Regions from separate parts of the Mus musculus genome. Here all the other regions are linked to region 1. The links are chromatin contacts, called in public promoter capture Hi-C maps. All regions are on one chromosome and are shown on one strand. Each heading gives the region's core, a stretch centred on a gene start, on an enhancer-like site or on the middle of the called end of the contact. The rest is flanking DNA. Distances are from core to core; before and after follow the strand shown.

The links. Promoter capture Hi-C pulls out the DNA fragments that hold promoters and counts their contacts.
Region 2: a promoter capture Hi-C map of liver shows a contact between it and region 1, with 4 times the contacts expected there. The contact joins the promoter of Tmem230 here to the promoter of Ptpra in region 1. A contact is called at or near these places in 2 of 39 promoter capture datasets (liver and pre-B cells).
Region 3: a promoter capture Hi-C map of liver shows a contact between it and region 1, with 4 times the contacts expected there. The contact joins the promoter of Ttl here to the promoter of Ptpra in region 1. A contact is called at or near these places in 2 of 39 promoter capture datasets (both in liver).
Region 4: a promoter capture Hi-C map of erythroid cells shows a contact between it and region 1, with 5 times the contacts expected there. The contact joins the promoter of Smox here to the promoter of Ptpra in region 1. A contact is called at or near these places in 2 of 39 promoter capture datasets (embryonic stem cells and erythroid cells).

The regions. Positions count from the first base shown.
Region 1 is chr2:130,447,064-130,452,222 of GRCm38.p6, forward strand. Ptpra (protein tyrosine phosphatase, receptor type, A) reads left to right here and starts at 3,215. Exons shown (of 21, transcript NM_001163688.1): 1 at 3,215-3,495. Gm52562 (predicted gene, 52562) reads right to left here and starts at 4,507. Exons shown (of 3, transcript NR_165481.1): 1 at 4,472-4,507; 2 at 4,230-4,381; 3 at 722-3,720.
Region 2 is chr2:132,245,091-132,250,249 of GRCm38.p6, forward strand. Tmem230 (transmembrane protein 230) reads right to left here and starts at 2,698. Exons shown (of 4, transcript NM_027478.3): 1 at 2,483-2,698; 2 at 866-984. The coding sequence starts at 964. Pcna (proliferating cell nuclear antigen) reads right to left here. Exons shown (of 6, transcript NM_011045.2): 5 at 4,684-4,807; 6 at 4,196-4,605. The coding sequence ends at 4,526.
Region 3 is chr2:129,063,828-129,068,986 of GRCm38.p6, forward strand. Ttl (tubulin tyrosine ligase) reads left to right here and starts at 2,120. Exons shown (of 7, transcript NM_027192.2): 1 at 2,120-2,476; 2 at 5,028-5,106. The coding sequence starts at 2,320. Vinac1 (vinculin/alpha-catenin family member 1) reads right to left here and starts at 2,082. Exons shown (of 11, transcript NM_001370941.1): 1 at 1,310-2,082.
Region 4 is chr2:131,488,652-131,493,810 of GRCm38.p6, forward strand. It overlaps Smox (spermine oxidase), which reads left to right and starts at 3,211. Exons shown (of 7, transcript NM_145533.2): 1 at 3,211-3,385. It overlaps Gm30679, which reads right to left and starts at 3,625. Exons shown (of 2, transcript XM_030252306.1): 1 at 2,917-3,625. The coding sequence starts at 3,523.

The DNA.
Region 1 (5,159 bases), core at 1,965-4,464:
AAATATTAGAAAATGCATTTCATAATACTTAACTGTCTTAACTGGCCTAGTTAAAGTTTCTATTGCTGTGATAAAACGCCATGACTAAAAGCAACTTGGGGAGGAGAGGATTGATTTAACTTGTTCTTCCACATCGCTGTTTATCACTAAAGAAAGTCAGGGCAAGAACCTAGAGGCAGGAGTTGATGCAGAGATTATAGATGGTGCTACTTACTGGCTTGCTCATAATGGCTTGCTTGGCCTGCTTTCTTATAAAATTCAGGACCACCAGTGCAGGGATGGCACCACCCACAATGGGCTGTGCTCTTCACTATCACAAGTTAAGAAAATGTTCTACAGCTAGGTCTTAGGATGGCATTTTCTCAATTGAGGTTCTCTCCTTTCAGAAGAGTCTAGTTTGTGTCAAGTTGACATTAAATTAGCCAGCATATAAACTATAGAGTTATTTGCAGCTATTTTCCTTGTGTGTGTGTGTAAAATGAAATAATGAAATACACTGAACTTTTTGTTGCTGTTTTCTTAGAAATATTTTTCATACACTATATTTTGATCATGTTTCCCCTCCCCCCAACTCCTTCCATATCCTCCCAACCTTCTACCCATTCAACTTCATGTTTCTTTCTCTCCCTTCGTTGGGGGGAGGGGGTAGAAGCAAAAAACGGAAAATCGAAACTTTAAAAAAATCAGTAAAGCACACACATACAAACAAACAAAAGTGGAGTGTGATTGATTATACCCAGTGACACTTTAATTAAAAGAACTAATTTTCCCTTTCCCAGCACTAGTCAATTGCAAATAGCTTCTTTGTTGGAAATAAGACTTTGTATCTACTTACTCATTTCAGGAAATTTATAGATATTAAAGGGCACATTTACTGAGTTTTCACAAGTTTTCACTTATAAATATTCATATCTAAAAATTAGGATTGGGTTCTTGGGGGCTAACTAAAACAGAATACTTGCTAAATTTGTATGAGCCCCCAAGGTCTTCATCCCTGCAAAATAAAAGTCAAAAGCAGAGCTGTTGTTGTTTCAAGTTCTTACTTGCACAACTAAAATTAGTATAAAATATCTTCCTCCTTGAGAATTGTACAAGCAGGCCTGTGTCAGTGGTCTGGGATTGGATCAAGTCCTATCTAAGGGTTTGGGTTAGGATTTAAGCTTGGGGCCAAGTATGGAAGAGCTTCTAGATTAAGTTACCCATGGTGGCCATAGAGTAGATGAGGTCAGAGAGCCTGCCTGGTCTTAGTTACAGAACTTCAGCAAATGACCCTCAGAAGATGGGCAGTAAGTAGCCTGGGAAGGTGCTTGGTTTTCATTTATTTCAATTTTCGTATTTCTTGGCTTCATTTTCACCTTGGCACTTTAGTGAACATTCTTGTTAGTCTATTACCCATGTCCACCCCAGAATGTTTGCTCCTGAGAGTTGACATCTCTGACTTACTCTGAGAGGTGTCCAGTGCATGATCTGCATTCAGGACATAGAGAACAACTCATTGCTTCATTTACTAGACAGAAAGGTAGGCAGGGAGGGGAAGTGACTTGGACTTTTGAGGGGAAATGGGGCTCCTTTAATCCTATCCTTCAGCCCTGCTATTCCAGTTCTTACCTGCAGGCACCAATGCAGCAGAGAACAGGGAGCTCCCACTTATCTTTCTCTTGGTTCCTTTTTTTCTATTTTATTTTTCTTCCAAGATGGCTCTTGATTGTGCTAATGGGGTAGGGAGCTCTGAAAAGGACCAGGAGTCATAGGTTAACTGTAAATAAGAAAAATTTCAAAAAAATTAAAAAAACAAAAAACCCCAAAACAAAACAAACAAACAAACAAACAAACAAAAAACCGAAAGAAAGAAAAAGAAAGAAAAGAAAAAAAGTTTGCTGGTAGGGTTTGCTCTAAAGCCAAGAGGCTGCTTTCTTAGCCAAGAACCAGTATTTTTCAGATTTGTTTTGTTCTGTGTTGGTCTTGTTTTGTAAAGTATTGTGTTCTAGTGAAAGACCCAACTTTTCATTTGGTCACTTTTCAATTTGCTGTGTATTTGCATCCCTGATAGACTTTGTACTTTCTAGGAAATGGGCTTCTGGAACTTGTAGGAGGAGCGGACCTCATTGGCAGGAGTCTGACATTTAGGAGACAGGATAGAGGTCTTGTAGACTGTCACTGAGATGGCCCTGAGGAGGGAGATCAAGAGTCACAAATCTTAACTCAAGGAGAGGTTTTTACTACCCAGAGGGAGGAAGTTTAAAGAAGGCCCGCTTCAACGCACATTTGCAGGTCCTGGCTCTGGTCTGCGCACACTTACTTATTCAACAAATAAAGGAAGGGTGTTTGCATAGAGTTCTAACTTGGCGCCCTAGGTCTAGCAGCATCCAAAGTGCTCTAAACTGAGGACTGCTACCTTCCGAAAAAATCGACTTATGGTTCCTAGAAGCTAGATGCACAAAGAACGCTGTTCGCTTCCCTGGTCTCTCTCAGCGCTTTCAATCTTCTCCTGACCACTATGCATGTATCAAGAAGTATCTCCCCGCTCGCTGCGGAGCACCGTGTGCTGTGCTTCCATCCAGCTCTAGAGAATCAGGCCCAGCTTGCACATCTGGAAAGCAAGAGAGATTTCCCTAGGGTTCGGGTGGGGATGATGTGGGCTGGTTTATTTAAGATGACATACTCAGAGCTAGACCGGTCCTAGGTACTAGGCAAATTCTTCTCGCAATTACATCCTTTAAGTGCCTTACAACTAACTCTCTCTCTCTCTCTCTCTCTCTCTCGTGTGTGTGTGTGTGTGTGTGTGTGTGTGACAGAGAGAGAGAGAGAGAGAGAGAGAGAGAGAGAGAGCGAGAGCGCGAGAGAGGCAGAGGCAGAGGCAGAGGCGCGGGGTGTGTTAGAGAGAGGATCACATTTGGAGAAGGATGGAGATGGCTTTCGAGTGCCTGAGTTCACCAGTTGGTGTGGCTTGTGCCTGGTGTCAGTTTCCTCATCTGTAAACAAGGAAAAAAGCCCATGCCCGGGGGCCTAGGACCGTGACTAGGTGGGAGACGTGTGCCAGGGGAGGATAGGGAGCGTCCTGTCCTGTTACCCGGAGACCCCCAGTGCGCCCGGGGAACTCCGCGGCGCAGCGGGGCGCGCAGGGGTGGGGCTCACGGAGGCGGAGACGCCCGCCCGGCGTCAGCGAACCAGCGCCCGCCTCTCAACGGCCAATGACGAAGCGCCTTACAGCCCAGGCCGCGACGGGAGAGAGGCTGCGGCGAGTGAGGCGCTGACAGGGACTCGCGGGGGCATCTTGCACAGACCCCTGGACCACGCCGCCATCGCAGCCTCCAGCCCAGTCCTCTCTCTGCCGCTTCTCCTCGCCATGGAGGCGAGGCCGCCGCCGCCGCCGCGGGGCTTCGAGCAGCGGACCGGGCGGCGGCCCTGAGGGGAGCGGCGGGCCGAGACGCCGCCGCGGTCCTGAGGCGGAGCTGCCGTGCGCGTCCCCCGCGGTCCCGCCCAGCGCCGGGCTCGGTAAGCGTTCGCGCCTGCCGCCGTCGGGAGGGCTCGGGGAGGTGGGGTGGCTCGGCCGCGCGTGGGAGCGGTCCCTGGATCCTATCCTGGAGGAGCGCCTCTGGCTTGTGCATCCTGGCACCGTGGACAGGGGGAGGGGGTCCCGGAAACGTGCGGGACACAGACAGGCTGGAACTTTGCGGACGTCCTCCTCCGGCCCGGGCCAGGGCGCTGCCGTAGTTCATTCTGAAAGAAAAAAACTTTGAGCAGCGAAAATGGGATTTGCTCAGGTCCATTTAATGGGAGGAGATAGGTGGCACACGCAGTGACCATCCCACCTCCCACCTTCCCCTTAAGACCCCTTCCTGGTCCTACTCCCAGGCCCCTCTCTGCCGCCCATTCCCAACTGTTGTGTATGCTTAAGAAGGAAAATATGGACTTAAGCTACCCAGAATTCAAAAGCAGCCACTTGGGAACGCACATCTCCTGTGTTTACTTTCAGTAATTCTTAAAAATTGCCACGGGGGGGGGGGGTTGAGCCCCTAATATTTCCTAAAAATAACAACTACAGAGGCAGAGATGATCCTGTCTATTAGAGGGTTTTGTTGTTGATAGTGATGATATTTGTAGGACAAGCAAAAAAATGTTCCAAACCCTCTTGGACAGAGTGTGATGTCGGCCGAAGCCCTTGGCTAGGATAGGGAATTTCTGTTGAAAACCAGCCTCATGTCCCCGGCTATGGCACCACTTGTTACCTGCTAACTCTTGAAGCAGCCAGAGAACCAAAAGATGGTGGATGAGGAAAGACTGGGACAGGATGAACATCTTTCTGTCTGGATACTCCTTTCGAAAACGTAGATCAGACGCTGTCATTTGTGTGCTTAAAAACTCCTTCACTTTCCTTCCTCTGTGAATGAGATGGAGGAAAACCCAGATGCCTTACCGTTCCCTACAAGGCTCTTGGCAGTCCTTCCTGAACTTAATCTTTGATGGTTACCTCAGTCCTCTCATTCTCCTTTCTCTTCCACGCTGTGTTTAGCCATTCGGAGCGGCTCGGCCACCCCCTCATATGTGGGAGGGTTTTGCTTTCAGGGTCCCCCTTCTCACCCTTCCTTGCCTGGTTCCGGGCCTTCCTTGTTTGAGAAGCTTCTTGCGGACCGGCTTCTTCTGGGTCCTGTTTAAGACTTCCCTGATAGAATTCGTCCTAGTTATCTTGAAGCCCCTCAACCACCTCCCAAGAGAAATGTTTCCTAGTGTTTCCTGGCAGCCTGCTTGGAGTGTGGGTTGCCCATACCGGGACTTGCAGACTCTGATTCTCTATGTCTACACGGCTGTCACACCTGGGAGAAACTGGCAGGCTTCCCAAAATCTTACCTGCTTCTCAGCATCTGCCTGACTATCCCTGAAAAGCCAACAACTCCTCAGTTACCTTTCTCCTCTCTCTGCCCCAGTGGCCCCATGGTCAGATCCAGGAGACTTTTGACTAGGTACCTTTTAACCACTGATCATTATCTGGGTGAATACAGAACCAGAAAAGCAAACCCCTTGGTTTAGTGCATTCATATACCACCTATTTGCCAGCCACAGTACTTGAGATGCAAAATGAAAGTGAGAAAGTCATATTCTTATCTTTGAGAAGATTACAGACCAATGGGAGACAGGTGGATATAAACAGTTACATCATA
Region 2 (5,159 bases), core at 1,448-3,947, 1.8 Mb after region 1:
GCACCAGGCATACACGTGGTACACATGAAAGCAAAACACTCATAGGCATAATACATAAATATATTCATTTCATTACAGTATTTGTGAATACTATTTATTATATATGCAGCGTCTATAATTATATATTTTTATATGATAAATAATTAATAAAATAAATAAAACAGCAGAACAGTATGTGCTCTTAACTGCGTAGCCACCTCTAAAGCTTCCACTTCAGCTTTCCCAAAGCCCCGCATCATAAGTAGATTCAGCTCAAGGTTAAGCTTCAGAGACAGATTAAGGCTGAAATACAGTGTAAGCATGTTATGAAAATGTTACAATGAAACCCACTATTAGTACAAATAACATAAGAACATTTTAAAAAGAAGTAAGAGGCAAACCTTCTAAGGCTCAGCTTGTTACCAGCTCTGACATTACAGGTTTGGAAGCTCCCCAGAGCTACTCTCCCCTCTTCACATAAATGCAAAGAACTATTGATCTGTTTATATTTAAAAGAACGGACTCCTTCCTTAGCTCAGGCGTCACCTAGGCTGTTTTATCCTCAGGGACAGGAGATGCTAATCCTACTCAATACTGGTCAGGAGAGGACACAAACTTACTTGCTTAGATTCTTGTTTGCCATAAAGAATATCTGTATCTGCATCTCATGATGTCAGCAAAGAATTTTCTGGATGAGTCAAATAAAATCTATAACTATGTAGCTTTAGCACTTCAACTGAAACTGGAAATGGAAAACTCTGCAGATATCTGAAACTGCCCTGCTAAGATCCCCTCTCCAAGCTGGGGCTCAAAAGAGCTTGGAAATCAGCTTGTTTCTTGCTGGTCCAGATAGTAGCCAATTTTTTTAATTGATTGATTATGTTACCTGAAGGTCAATGTAGCCATCGTCTGTGCTGGCAAGCCTTGAATATTTGACTTTACTGCTGGGGAGTCCAGTTGCCAGGTTGGTACGAGACGGCATCATAACAGAGTAACACAGCTAGTCTGAAAGGGAAAGACTTGTTGTCTGCAGCAGTCCCAGTACAGCCCAGGAAAGGATGTCAGATACTGTTCCGAGCTGCTGTGCCACATGCTACCCATGGTAGCTTAGGCGTTTCACTGCTTACGGTGACCCGACACTTCTTGTACACACTAAGCATGCTTCCTTTATGGATCTAGGTTGACTTCACAGAAAGACACCAAAGGCACTTCACCAAGAATCAGGCTCTGTTCAATCTGCTACCGATGTTTCTGGCCTAATTTTCTAAAGTCCAATGTTCACATTTTCAACCCCTCCCTTACAGTACTGCCTACCCCTTAACTTTCCTCAGGAGCATAAATTCACATAACTTTTTTGTCTGCCATGAAAGGAGGAGGAGGAGGATAAGGAATGACACACACATCAGCATCGTGTCTACTTCTAGGTGTGGTACGGTTCTATGTACAAATTCTTATCCATGTGGGAAACGCCCTGGCTATCCATACCACACTAGACATCCACGGCCACCTGCCTCTCTGCTCCCATCCCAAGCATGAAACAAGTGAGTTTACATTCCACATCATGTAGCTCCTGAAAAAACGGATCTAAAAATCCGTTTTACTCAAACTATTCAAAGCAGACAGACATAATAAAAATCATAACTACTGAATTATTTGAGAGTAGGTAAAATTTAAAAGCAATGACGTTTAAATCTTAAAAGTTTGAAATTTAAGCTCAGTACTTCAGTAGGTTACTCTAATCCCAACTACTTGGGAAGAAAGGTGTGGATATACGAAGTTGGAGGCCAGTCTGGGCAACATAGGAAGACCAGACACTCTCCCCTACCATAAATGAAATGTGTGGATTCTTTATAAAGTCATACAATTATGTAAACAAAACAGACTATTTTATTTGCAATGGCATTTGAATTCTAAACGCAAAAAGTCCATCTTTAAGAAGAAAACTAAGTGGCCTTCACTGGTGTGATGTTTTGCACATAATCTCCACAATGGCATGTGATATTTTTTCGATCTTAATGAGCTGCCAGACACTGGTATTACAGTCGACCTTAAGTAACTAGCATGCAAAAAACTGGTGTCAAGTGTTTCTGCGTTTTGGTTAATTACATCCTAGTTCAGAAGTACTAAAAAGGAGCAACGGGAATCCATTTACATTTCTAAACCTTAGGTACTAGGTTTTTGATGTTGCCATCCCATAACATGTTTAATTCCTCATATCTAAAAGTTGAAGCTACCAATAAGCAGGATTTTCGAAGCATTAAACCATGCCTGATTTGTATTACAAGTTATAAAGTTATGTACTTTCCACTTATAAACTCGCACCAAAACAAAAACGTTGCAGCACGACAACGAAATGGGAAGATTTGTTTTTCTTAGCAAGGGATTCTAGAGTGGCGTTATCACATAGTAAATGACAACTTAAAAAACTATCAGCCCAAGTTTCTGCTACACTTTTTACCGGCCCCACCACGATTTCTGCCCACCCTCCCGGGCCCACAAGGACCTAAGCGTGGCGCTGTGGACAACCTCTCGTCGCCCTCCGCCGCCGCCAACGTGAACTAACTGTCTCCGGGAAGCAGCCTCGGTGGCAGGGCCAGGTCTCGCGGCTGGCTTCCGGGAGCGCGCGCCCGCCCCCTACCCGCGCTGCGCTCCCCGTTCTCCGTTAGGCGCGCTCGCAAGGCTCGCTCAACAGCCAAGCGGAAGGGGCGGTCTTAAGGACAGCCCAGCGGAAGTGACGTGGCGGATAGAGGCGCACCGGAAGTGCTGTCACCAGGAAATCGTGTCATCGAATCTTGCTTCCAGGGCACATGGCTGGAGGGCTTCATTGCTGTCTTGTTTTATGTTTGGTAGCGTTTCTTTACGTAGCGCAGGCTGTCCTGGAACTCAGGATGCTGATTAGGCTGGCCTCGAACATAAGGTTTGCCTGGGACAAATGGCGAATGCCACCATGCTCAACCGGGTAGCGGCTTGCTTTTGCCCTGGTGACCAGGACCTGCTACCTCCATAGGGTGGGCGGGCGCGTACTTAGGGTCTCACCCACCAGGATCGAGTTCACAGCAAAACTGTTGAGGTTCCAGTCCTGACCCCATGGCCACATCGGTGCACAGCAGAGTCCTGGGTATCCAGAGGGGTGGACAAGGGATACCCACCAGGAATCTTGCCCTGTCCTAAACACCCCTATGCTGACACTGGTCACCACTCACTAATTAGCGTTCTCACAGCCCCAAAATCTTGTTATTACTACCTGATTATTAAACACTACCCAGGTAAGTGTCCTACCTACCAGACACAGCTGAGTTCTAACATTCATCCTCATGAAAGTGACGTCTTGATAAAGCATTCCCACCACTCCAGAGTTCTCTGAGAGCAGTATTTGCAGGCTACTTCCTTCTGCACTTAATTGGCTCAAAGTATTGAACAGTTGTAGCTACTAGGCATGAGCTCTAACCAACAACCTCCCAGAACAAAGCTGTATTGTCTACATACTGTCAAACATGAAATACAAAGGAAAAATATCTTGGGGTCCACAGATAGAGCTTAGTATTTAAAGGCCTTCAAATGTGGCCTCCCGGAACAGAGCAAACAGGCTCTATACTAGCCATGGTTTGAGATCCTGCTGAAATATAGCAAGAACTGAAAATGGTTCCCCACACCAAACCAGGTTAACACACGCATGCTCACTCATACCTGCAAAAGACACACACACATAAAAACTGAGAGGGGAGGTAGGATAATTTGTCACCAAGCTTGAAGAACTTCATTCAACCCCTGGAAGCCAGGGTGCTGGGGTATACCAATTCCTATAAAATTGTCCTGACCCCCACATGAGCCTCACACATACACAATAAATATACTCAAATATTCTTTAGTTTTATGTAGCATATCATGATCAAAACCACAGGGCCTTTTTAACCCTTCTTGGATCAAGTAGCCACGAAGTTTGGGCCTTTGCTTCACTCAAGATGGACTGTATGTAGTCCTGGTTGGCCTAGGGAGAGATTTATCCACCCCACCCCCTGCACTGCCATTAAAGTTGTATTTTAAAAGAGCTACATCCCAAACAAGGCTACCAGAAAACTTTGCACAACGTAATTACATAAACTCAAGAGAAACATTTTTTTATTGCTATCTCCACGATGGAAGAGAGAACAAAAGCCCATTTACCTAACAGGGTATAACTATTCAGTAGCCATGGTACAAAGGCGGCACTGCTCTATGACTTTTCAAATTGTTAACTTTATTTAAATTGAACAATATTTCTTAAAACTGCATTTAGCGTCAAGATCATTGATGAAAATCACCAGTATTTGTAAAGCAGAAACATTCATGTTAACAAAACTAGTTTTTACTTTGGAGCTTATTCTTTAAGCAAATTATGGAGAATGGAGAGAAAAGAAAGTAGGTTATTTACAGAAGATATCTACATATTTTATTTTAATATTTAAGAATACTCAGGTACAAACTTGGTGACAGAAAAGACCTCAGGACACGCTGGCATCTCAGGAGCAATCTTCAAAGGTTTAGTTTTCTCAATTTCTAGCAATGCCTAAGATGCTTCCTCATCTTCAATCTTGGGAGCCAAATAATACTTTAAGTGTCCCATGTCAGCAATTTTATACTCTACAACTGAAAGACAGGAAAAATTAAACCACCGAATACTATAAATACCACATTACAAAACAATGTTCAAACTTATCATCTTACCAAGGGGCACATCTGCAGACATACTGAGTGTTACTGTAGGAGACAGTGGAGTGGCTTTTGTGAAAAAGTTCAGGTACCTCAGAGCAAACGTTAGGTGAACAGGCTCATTCATCTCTATGGTTACCTAGAGGAGAAAACAGGCTCACTGTAGACATCAGAAACTCACACTATTAGATCACGGTATTATACCACAAAGCAAAACAAATAGTTATCATTTTGGAAGGGTTGATGAAAACCTTGACTAAAGAAGAAAAAAGTCTAGCTTGCCCATCCTGTAGAGCCACACCCCAAGCAATCAAAACAAAGGAGAAAGTTGTTCCTATTCAGATTGTACATACTTCTCTTGCAAAGAATGCATGAAGAGAGGAAGATAACACATAACCACTTCCAAAAACAAGAACCAACAGCTGAATGCAAGCTAAGGGACAGTAAACCAGTCTTCATTGTATGATTATCAATTTTATTCAATTCCCAAT
Region 3 (5,159 bases), core at 870-3,369, 1.4 Mb before region 1:
CAGTATGGTAAAAAAGCAATCTTGAAGATCAATAACAATAACATTATCATTTTGGGAATGGCAGAAGGAGACAGCAACCCAGGTTGAAGGGCTCCCATGCTTTCCATGGTGCCATTTAGTTCTCTAGAGTCCTGTAATAGTCGCCATTTGCCTGATTTCTTTCTTAATAACAAAAATTGAAGTGTTCTAAGGGCTAGTGGAAGACTCAATGTGGCCTTTTTGAAGTTGTTCTTCCACCAGCAGAGTAGCTGCTTCAATGTTTACATTTGTTAAGGGTCACTTGTGTTTGTGATATTTTGTTACTTTCTTTTCAGAAGTCAGACTCCTCCTCTGAGGTTGGTTTTTTTCTCTTCTGATTCACCACGACTCTCTCCTGAACTACTTTTCTCAGACTTTTCTGTTGAGGAATAAACATTTTTCTTAGATCCTGAGTGAGACTGTAGTAATGGAGTCTGCTCATGAGGTGAATCTGATGCTGCTTGGGCGCCTAAGGCCTTTCTGTCATCTGCTAATGTTTCCTCAAGTGTATTCCAAATAGCAAACGAAGAGCAAATGCTGTAAGGGGCACACCTTTTCCTCCATTCTCTATAAACCAGTTTTTAATATCTAACCCTAACTTCTTCCATGTATCCACATCTAAACTTCCCCTTTCTGGGAGCCAGGGACTGACTGTACAAACTGAAGAAAGTCAGTCAGATGGCTAGTTTTAACCTTAAAGACTTTTCTTTCTTTCTTTCTTTCTTTCTTTCTTTCGGGTTTTTTGTTTTGTTTTGGTTTGGTTTAGTTTTTCGAGACAGGGTTTCTCTGTATATAGTTCTGGCTGTCCTGGAACTCACTCTGTAGACCAGGCTGGCCTCGAACTCAGAAATCCGCCTGCCTCTGCCTCCCAAGTGCTGGGATTAAGGGCGTGCTCCACCATTGCCCAGCTAAGACTCTTTTCTTAAGAGTATACTTATTAATATCTGTAAAGAACTCTCTATCTGTAGATTCACTTTGTCCCATCTTGAGAGATACCCATGAAATGCACACAACCCAGAACTGATGTCTTCTGACCTAAGACGGGTGCTGATAGCTTCCAACAGAACAGCTAGGCACTGATGGCACCTAGTATCAGCCTCTGCTGATGGCAGCAGGCAATAAAAGCCAGAGCTGATGGCTCCTGGCTTAACATGGGCACTGATGGTACCCAACCAGGAACTGATGGCCCCAACTATCCGCCTCTACTGATGGCAGAAGACAATTTAACTGCACACTCCTTGTCCAATGGATTTGTAAGACCCAGTTAAGAGTCCTATCTGTGTCCACTTACCTTATTCAATGTCGCTGTTCGGGTGCCAAATTAGAACATTGGGAGCCTCCTGGCCCGGGCCAGGGGTAGCAGTGGAGTCACAGAGTAAGGACTCTGGTGATGGCTTTAACGTCTGAGGGTCTTGGGGCTTTCTAGCTCTCTAATTATACTGAAATGCTGATGATAACTTCTAAAAAGTCCTAAAAACTTTCTTGCTCTTTCTGAGGGCTTGCTTGCTGGCTTAGGCGATTAACACCTGTAGCCTATCAGGGGAGGATTAAGCAATACAGCCTTTGTTCTATCTCAGCAGGAATCTTTCCTAAAATGAGTCCCTCATAGCCTTGCTTAATGAGGGCTCACTGTCGCAGATTATATAATAATCCAAGGCAGGCTACTTCAGGATGATCACCTGCTAGTTATTAGCTTGTCCCATTATGGCTCCTGACATGTGTCCGATTTTACCGCACCCAGATCAAACCCAGAGCTCAGTGCTGGCTAAGCAAGCACTCTACCAACTGAGCTACACCCATGCCTGGATCTTTTGTTTCATCCACCAAATCTGATTTTGAACTTGGTGGAAGACCCAGACAGAGGGCGGAAAGGGATATTGGCGGGCTATGGCGCAGCTGGAATTATTTCCCTTGGTCTCTCCACCGCAGTTTGCTATTACTGCAGCCACACTTGAGACCCATGTCACCGGCCACACACTGAGTGGCGGGGCGGCCCTGGTGGGCCCTGCTTGGGAGCTCCTGCCGCCGCAACCCGCAGACCTGCCCTTAGCGCCGCGCGGAATCACGGTCGTGGGCGGGGCGCCGGCGGTGGGCGGGGCGCTGGGGGTGGGCGCGGCGTCCGGGTGGCGCTCGCCACTCGGGCGGTGGCGCGGGCGCCCAGGGCAGACACTAGGGTAATCCGGAGGCGCGGCCCTGGAATTAGACCGACAGCGGGGCTGAGGCTGAGGCTGGGGCAGTGTGCACGCGGGGCCGCCGTGCCCTGGACTCGTGTAGCGGCTGCGGGGCGCGCTGCCCTTCGCCATGTACACCTTCGTGGTGCGCGACGAGAATAGCAGCGTCTACGCCGAGGTCTCCCGGCTGCTGCTGGCCACCGGCTACTGGAAGAGGCTACGGCGAGACAACCCCAGGTTCAACCTGATGCTGGGGGAGAGGAACCGACTGCCCTTCGGGAGACTAGGTGAGCCCTTCCCTCGTGGCCGCTGCGCGCATGAATCGGAGAGCGAGCGCTTTTGTTTTTTAAGGTCATTAATCTTCCCTAGGCGCGAGCTCACCTTAGCAGATATAAAATGGGTCTAGCAAGACCTAAACCCGTAGCTGGATTTGGAACGGAGTCTGGGTGCGGTTGCCCTGTCTGCTGACAGTGACCTATACCCGCACTCAGGGTGTCGGCCTGGTTCCCCTGCTTCCCTGGGCCCGCATCAGTCATCTTGCAGCTTTCCGCCACTTAGGATTCAGCTCTGTGTGGTGTGGGCGTGGAAGGGGAGTTGAAACCGCCGAGGCTTGGGTTACCCGGAGGCCAAGATGAACCGGCAGGGAATTTGGAGAAAACTCACTGACTTACCCAAAGCAGGAGCTTCCAGGGAAGCTGGAGCGTGGGGAGCTGTTCCATTTCAGACCTTTCCTTTAGCTGCACCAAAAGTTTACATTTGCAGCTGCATTTAGTGATGTTTTCTTACACGATCTTGGGTGACTTTTGCTCTCCTCATCCACATGTGCGAAACTGGCTTGGTACCATTCTATTCGCGTACTCTCATGTAGGAAGGGACAGCAACTCCCTTTTAAATGACGTAATCTTGAAGTTGTCCTAATGGGTTCAACTAGCATCCCACAGACTTGAACCTGGTCTCATGGTCCCTTCACTACATAGTCATCTGGGGAGGGCTTGCCTCTCTCTGGGTGTCTGGTTCTTTTCCAGAATTTCACTTGGGGGTGGGATCATTTGTATTTCAAGGACAGAAGAGGAGGGGGGCATCTCTACCTTAGCAAACACCCCAGAAAGTAGTGTCCCGTGTCCTGAAGAGGAGAGGTTTTTTTCAGACATAGGTGTGGTCAGCGGTGGATGAGGCTAAACGGAAAGCAGTTTGTTTGGAACTAACAGGCAATTTGGCAAGCTTGCATAGGGCACTTGGGTGACATTATAGCCACAGCAAGCTATGATGGCTTATGGAATGAAGTTTGTTAAGGCTTAGTCTTACTGAATTAGTTCAGGGACAACTTTTCATTATTATACATGTTTATACTCTAGCGTGGCGACTCCATGGAGTGGTGGTTGGAAGACTCAGACGTCACAGACTAGAAAATGTGCTTAGAAACTGATGTCCTGTGGTAGCAGATTCCTCCGGAAGGGCTCAGCAAAGAAAGCCCCTCAAAACTAAGTTCCCTGAGAGAAGCACAGGAGCGGCTGACTGGGTCGTTTCTCCTAACTTTACTGCTTCCCTTGCTGGCACCTGACAATGCCTGGTGGTAAGAACCTAGGTAGAACCAAAAGGCTCTCCCAGCCTGGTGTGGGAGTGACTGGCCTTGTCAGTGTGCTGACAGATAGAAACCCTTTGGAATCCCAGGCCTGAGAAGGCAACATGAATTTAGCAGATGACCAGCACATTTTATTTTTATGGAAAAGACAGATGTATTCTCTAAATAAAATGGTTCTAATCCCTTGCCGTTGGGAGGATTCTCTTTTTGTCTAAAGTGGGCTGCATAAAACCCACGGAGAAAGCACGGAGAGTCATGTTCAGGCGCTGAAAGGTCGGGGCCAATAGGGCGAGAAGGTACCAGGTCAACAGGGACTTGGGCTTGTCTTCCCAAGGGAGATTGTGCAAACCAGATAATGTCTGAAAGTTCTGATTTGGTTGTGTGCTATGGTTGGATTAATTATTGTTACCTTTGACACCCAACTCAAAGTCTTTTTAAAATCTTACTTTTTGTTGCAAAGCATTTTGTTAGGGGTTAATTTTTTTAAATAAAACATATTTTTGTTGTATCCTTTTATTTCTAATCATTTATCTGTATTTATTTCATTGTATCATTGTGGTGCTTGAACCCAAGGTGGGGATTAAACCCAAGGCCCCCATATATGCCAAGGATGCGCACAGTACTGCTAAGCTACACTCTGAGCCTCCAGTTGTGGTTTTAAAAGGGTTTCTGTAGTAAGAACTAATGAAATGTCTCCTGGTGGGATCGTGTGAAGAAGTGTTCAGAGCTTCTGATGGCCTTTCCACTACCTCCTTTCACTTCTTAGTGGCTTCTAGAAGCTCCTTAAAGTAGATGACCTATACTCTGCTGCCTTCTTTGATATTTGGAGAATGTGATGTTGGGATGGAGGTGTGGCTGTAGTCAAGTAGCCTTGCTCAACAGATTACAAGTTTATGTATGTTAAGCCCAGAGAGGACTATGCTAAGGGCCAACGAGATATGAGATAGAAAAATACCCAATGCTCTTCTAATAATAAAAAAAAAAAAAAAAAAAAAAAAGGGGAGCCACATCACAGCTGACCTGCAGGCCAGTATTAATGTTTCAGTATTGGGAGTAGATACTGAGAGGGAAAGGAACCTTGGGACAGAGAAACAAAAGTACTCCATGCTTGACAAACAGCCTGAAATGAGAGACAGGGAAGCTGGGTATGACATGAGACACAGGGAAGCTATGACATATGTGTCCTGCACACTCTGCTACTGACATTGTTACTCCGCACCTGCTGTTTCTCTTCTGAGTCTCTTCTTTCCTTGTAGGTCACGAGCCTGGGCTGGCACAGCTGGTGAATTACTACCGGGGGGCGGACAAACTGTGCCGCAAAGCTTCCTTAGTAAAGTAAGTCTTCCTGAAGTCCTCCATTTTTGGTGTTTTATATAAATGGTTTAGCT
Region 4 (5,159 bases), core at 1,961-4,460, 1.0 Mb after region 1:
TCTCTCTCTCTCTCTCTCTCTCTCTCTCTCTCTCTCTCTCTCTTTCTCTGTGTGTGTGTGTGTGTTAACTACTGCTCCATCACTGCCTCCTACTGTGCCTACTGCTTCTCTCAGCGCCATTAAAAGTAGACAAAACCACTTGAGAGATGCCTCTTACAGAGTTTAATGCTGCAAAGCCAGTGGAGGGAGCACAGGAGGGCATCTCTCAGATGATGCACCAAGAACCAAATCCGTCTCTAGCTAGAAAAAGAGCATTTGAACCAACAACAGAATGTCTCATGCATAAATGATGCTTCGTGTCTTCACCAATGGTAGCACACCTAACATAATACAAATGGGTATTTTTGTCTACAGGTCTAGTATAGGCCATGACAGTGCCTCTGCCAGGCCACTAGGGGAAGTGTGTTCCCTCTGTCCTGGGTGGAGATGGTTATAGGATCATCTGAGTTCATTTGGGTGACTGATAGCAAAAAGTCTGTTACAAATGGAAACAATCTTGCCTGAGTTTGTGCCTTCAGGAGACAGAAAAACCAGGGCATTCTTTTTGTCTATGCAGTGTTCCAAACAGCTCAACTGACCTAAGGGTAGTCTAGTTGGATGCTTGACTGGCAGCCTTTTGCTCAAAGCAATGAAGCCAGAGAGACAGAATCCAATAATTGCTAATTAGGGAGCAAGATCTCCCCACTCCCCAACATCTTTCTGACAAGGGCATAAATATCAGTAGTACTTTTAACCAGAACTTTAAAACATCATTAATAGTAATAGTGATTCCCCCCCCCCCCCCACAAGGTTTTTTTGTGTAGTCCATGATGTCCTGGAACTTGCTCTGCAGTTTGAGGCTGGCCTCAAACTCAGAGATCTGCCTACCTCTGGAGTGCTGGGATTAGAAGCATGTGTCAACAAGTCCAGCTAGTAATAGCAACTTTAAAAACAGTTTTAACAATGCTTAACACCCAAAGTGCGCCAGGAATAGGTGGATCTTTCTTATCTGCCTCAATTGGAACACAAGTATCTTTAATGGCTTTTGGAGGGGAACTTAGTACAAGCTTGGCACACACAGCTCTGGGGCCGTTCACCTTCTGGTAGTAAACAGGGCCCTGTAATTATTCTTCTTCCCTCCCTATCCATATGGCTTAGAATAGATGGCCTGGCTCCAGGCTACACCTCAGTGACTGCCTCGGGATGACATATGAACCAGTCAGAGCCAACTATTTGACTGAAAGAAATGAGGATGAGGTCTGTGGGGATGGGGCTCAGAGCTGCTGAAAACAGGTTTTCATTGTGAAGAGCAGGTTTGAATTTTTATTTATTTATTTGGGCCATTGCATACCCGAGTCAGTTATACTGCTGGGCTTTTCTGTTATATGAGTAACTAAATTAAGCTGCTTGTTTGCACGCAAACCATTTGAATAGTTTTCTAAACAGTCAGATCAGATTAATATTTTTGTGTAATACCACCCTTTGGAGCAGGTATTACTTATTGAGGAGGAGGGAACGGAAACAAGAAGACACTAAGTAACTTGCCTAAGACCAAGTAACTACACAGAGGCTTTTTAGCCCTTAAAGTCACCCATAGCCATTCCACTCTTTGGTGGAGGGTGACAGAGCCACAGAGGAGAGTATGGTGTGTACCTGAGTTTAACCCCAGGAGTGCGTGGTGTTTTAAAGAGGGGTGGGAAGAGGGACTTCGAGTTTGGTGAAGGACTAGAGCCTTTCTGACAAGAAGAAACTTCACCAGAAATTCATTTGTCCCCTACCCAAATTGGCTCCTAGGTGGTTGGTTCCCTTTGGCTGGGACCATCAGAGCCACTTTTGCAGGGCTACCTCTTTCCAGGCCATATATATATATATATATATATATATATATATATGAATTATATATATAATTCAGTTTTGGGGATTGGCCCCAGAGCCTTGTCTATGTTGAGAAGTGTGTTCTGCTGTTGAGCCACATCTCTACTTCTTGCTTCTTTGAGGCAGGCTTTCACTGTGTGGCTCAGCCTGGCCTTGAAGTTGGTATGTAGCCAAGGCTAGCCTTGAACTCTGTACCCCCCCCCCCCCCACATGGCCTTCTGAGGCTGGGATCACGAGCATGTGATCCACATCCAGGATCTCTCCGGGCTGAACCTACAGCGACCTGTGCTCAGCATTGCCTGGTTCCAGGTTGAAATCAGGGGAGGGCCCCCTCCAGAGACACAGTTCGGAGTAGAGGCTCTGCGGCCACCAGGGGCTTGTATTCCCTCGGACCAAGTGTTGACCTGGTGTAGTACCAGCAAAACATACGAAAAAACAGATTAGGAGGTGCAGAGATGAATAAAAAATAATTTTCTTACTTTTGTGTGTGTGTGTGGAGGGGGAGAGTTGGGGGTGGTTCAAGACAGGATTTCTCTGTTTGACTCTGGCTGTCCTACACTTACTCTGTGGTTCAGACTGGCTTTGAACTCAGAGATCCACCTGCTTCTAGAGGGATTCCGCAGTGGTCCTAAACCTGTGGGTTACTATCCCTTAGGGTTCCAACGACCTTTCATAGGGGTCGCATGTCAGATATTTATTTATGTTTCAATTCATAACAGTAGCAACATTACAGTTACGAAGTAGCAATGAAATAATTTTATGGTTGGGGGGTCACTACAACACGAGGAACTGTGTGTCAGCATTAGGAAGCTGGAGAACCACCAGATTAAAGGCATGTGCCACTATTGCCCGCTAAAAAATAATTGATACCAATTAATTTTTTTTTGAAAAAAGGAAAAAGTGCCACCTAGTATTAACGTTGGCTTTTATTAAAAGTTTGAGGGTTTTACTAGGGAAATACACTTTTTAAAAAGGGCCACTTCAGGACATGGGCTGGGTACTGAGAGGATGTGAGCATTCTTTTCCTTTCACCTGAGGTTCCTGGTTCCCGCCGGCACCCACCTGAGACCTGCAGGACGAGAGACAGTCCAGGACAAGAGGGGCCCTTTCTTCTTTTCAAAAGGGCGGCAGAGTCTGGGTAAACTGAGGTGGGCGCAGCGCTCTGACAGTGCCGGAAGACCTCGTCTGCTTTGCAGGGCGGGGCGTCGCGGGGCTGGCTCTGTTTCTGGGCGGATAGGTGGGTGAGGCGTCCCTTTTGCGAGATAGGGGAGTGCAGGTGGCTGTGCCGCGGGCAACTCCAGGCTGGGTGGCCTCGGGCTCCCCGCCCCCGGTGGGCGGGCCCGGGGCGGAGCACCCAGGCGGGGTGGGCCGGGGACGCGAGGCGGAGCGGGGCCCCCGCACAGGCCCCGGCGGCTGGCTCGGCCCTACGGTCCCGGCGGCGGCTGCAGGAGGAAGCCCAGTGGCTGCGGAGGAGGGGAGGCGGAGAGGCCGAGGCCGCTCGCGAAGACGCTCCCGGGCTCCGCAAGGAAAGGTACCGTGCGGCCTCCCCGACCCGGGCTCGGACAGCCACCGAGCCTCGTAGGCAAGGGGCTCCCGATGGAGGCCGGCGGCGGGCGGTGGGCAGAAGAGGCTGCCCGGGCTGGCCGCGACCCCGGGGTCCGGGCCGCATCCTCCGGACGCCCAGCGCGGCGGCGCAGACAAAGCCGGCGAGGCACTCGGTCGGCCCGGAGGGTGTGCGCTGTGGAGGGGAGGGAACACAGCTTGCGGCGGCGGCGGCGGCGGCGGCGGCCCGGCGTCTGCCGGTCTCCTTGGGACAGCTGGAGGAGTGGGGAGCCGCTCTCCCGCGGGTTGCCCCGGGGCTCACAGGCTGCCCGGCTTGGCCGGAGCCAGGCTGACGAAGGGAAGGGAGCAAGTCGCTTCGCCGGGAAGGGGTGCCGAGGCCGGCCGCCGGCTTGGAGGTGGCGCGGCTGTGGAGCAGGTGAGCGGTGCGCGGACCTTTTGGGTCTTGCACCTGAGCAAACCGCGCCGTGGCTGGCCCTTTCGTGAGCCGTGCCCACAGGTTGTTGGAGGAGCCAACTGATAGTGGCACAGCACCGTCCCGCCTGGGGTCCACTTGGCCGAGCTTGTGGGGGAAACAGCAGGTGCTGAGTGGAGGTCACCCAGGCTGGGGGTAAAGAGAAGGTCAAGAAAGTGTTTGAATGGCCCTCATTTATTTGTGTTCTGCTACCTCTGTCCCTTTCCTCTTACAGAGGAAGGAGCATTACAGGGCTTGAAGGGCCGCGCTTCCTCCTGGGCCCTGTGACCATCCCTTTAGATGTCCCTGGCATTTCTTACCCAGCAGGTTTTGAGAACAGTCTTTGTCCGCCCTCGTCATTTCACAGTCTCCCTGTTTGGCTTTGAACCTCATCCCCCGTCAGCCAGGCACCCAATTCCCATCACAAGGATCTCCTCGGAAGTTCTGACTTTAAGCAGTGCCCCTAAGAAGCAGGCACCCTTTCCTTCTGCAGTCCATCCAGGGCCGCTCTAGCAGGTTTTGCTTGCCTTGCAGTGTCTTTAGAAAGCTCTGTCCTAGAGTTGTATCTTTCCCTGGGTGCCCCAGTTCCTCCCTTCTACCAGCCTGCCCTAGCCTGTCCCCTTCCCCTTAGTTTTGCTGTTAAATGCTTGAGGGCCCCAGGGCTCTGTTCTCAGCATTTCCTCTCCTGACTGCCCTTCTTGCCATCCTCTGTTCACTTTCTACCCCTGTTTTTATTCTTTCTTATGATTAAAAAATTAATTTATGAATACAAAGATCTCTGTTTTTGACTTATTTTATGTGTACTAGTATTTTGCCTGCATGCATGTGTGTGAGGTTGTCAGATCCCTGGAACTGCATTACAAGTAAGCTGTCTTGTGGGTGGGTGCTGGGAACTTAACTCTTGGTTCTCTGGAAGAGCAGCAAGTGTGCTTAACCGATGAACCATCTCTCCAGCCCAGAACTCAAAGATCTTAAGTGGTTTCATGCTCATGATTTTCAGTGGCAGATCTTGTCTCTGGCCCTAGCTGGATCCTACCGGTCTTCTGATGTCTTAATGTGGACAAAGCAGAATCCTGACAATGTCGGGGGCAGGATTGACAATACTTGGGTCATGACATCTGAGAGTGGCTGATAATCTATCTCTTAGGACAGGCAGCTCGGACCCCTTTCCACCCACCCTTCACAGCCAGTCCTAGAACAAGGCCTCTTGGTCCTTTGCAGAGTTCATCTAGGGTCCATTCTCCGTGCTAGGATGAACTTTGCAGAGTTCATCTAGGGTCCATTACCCTTG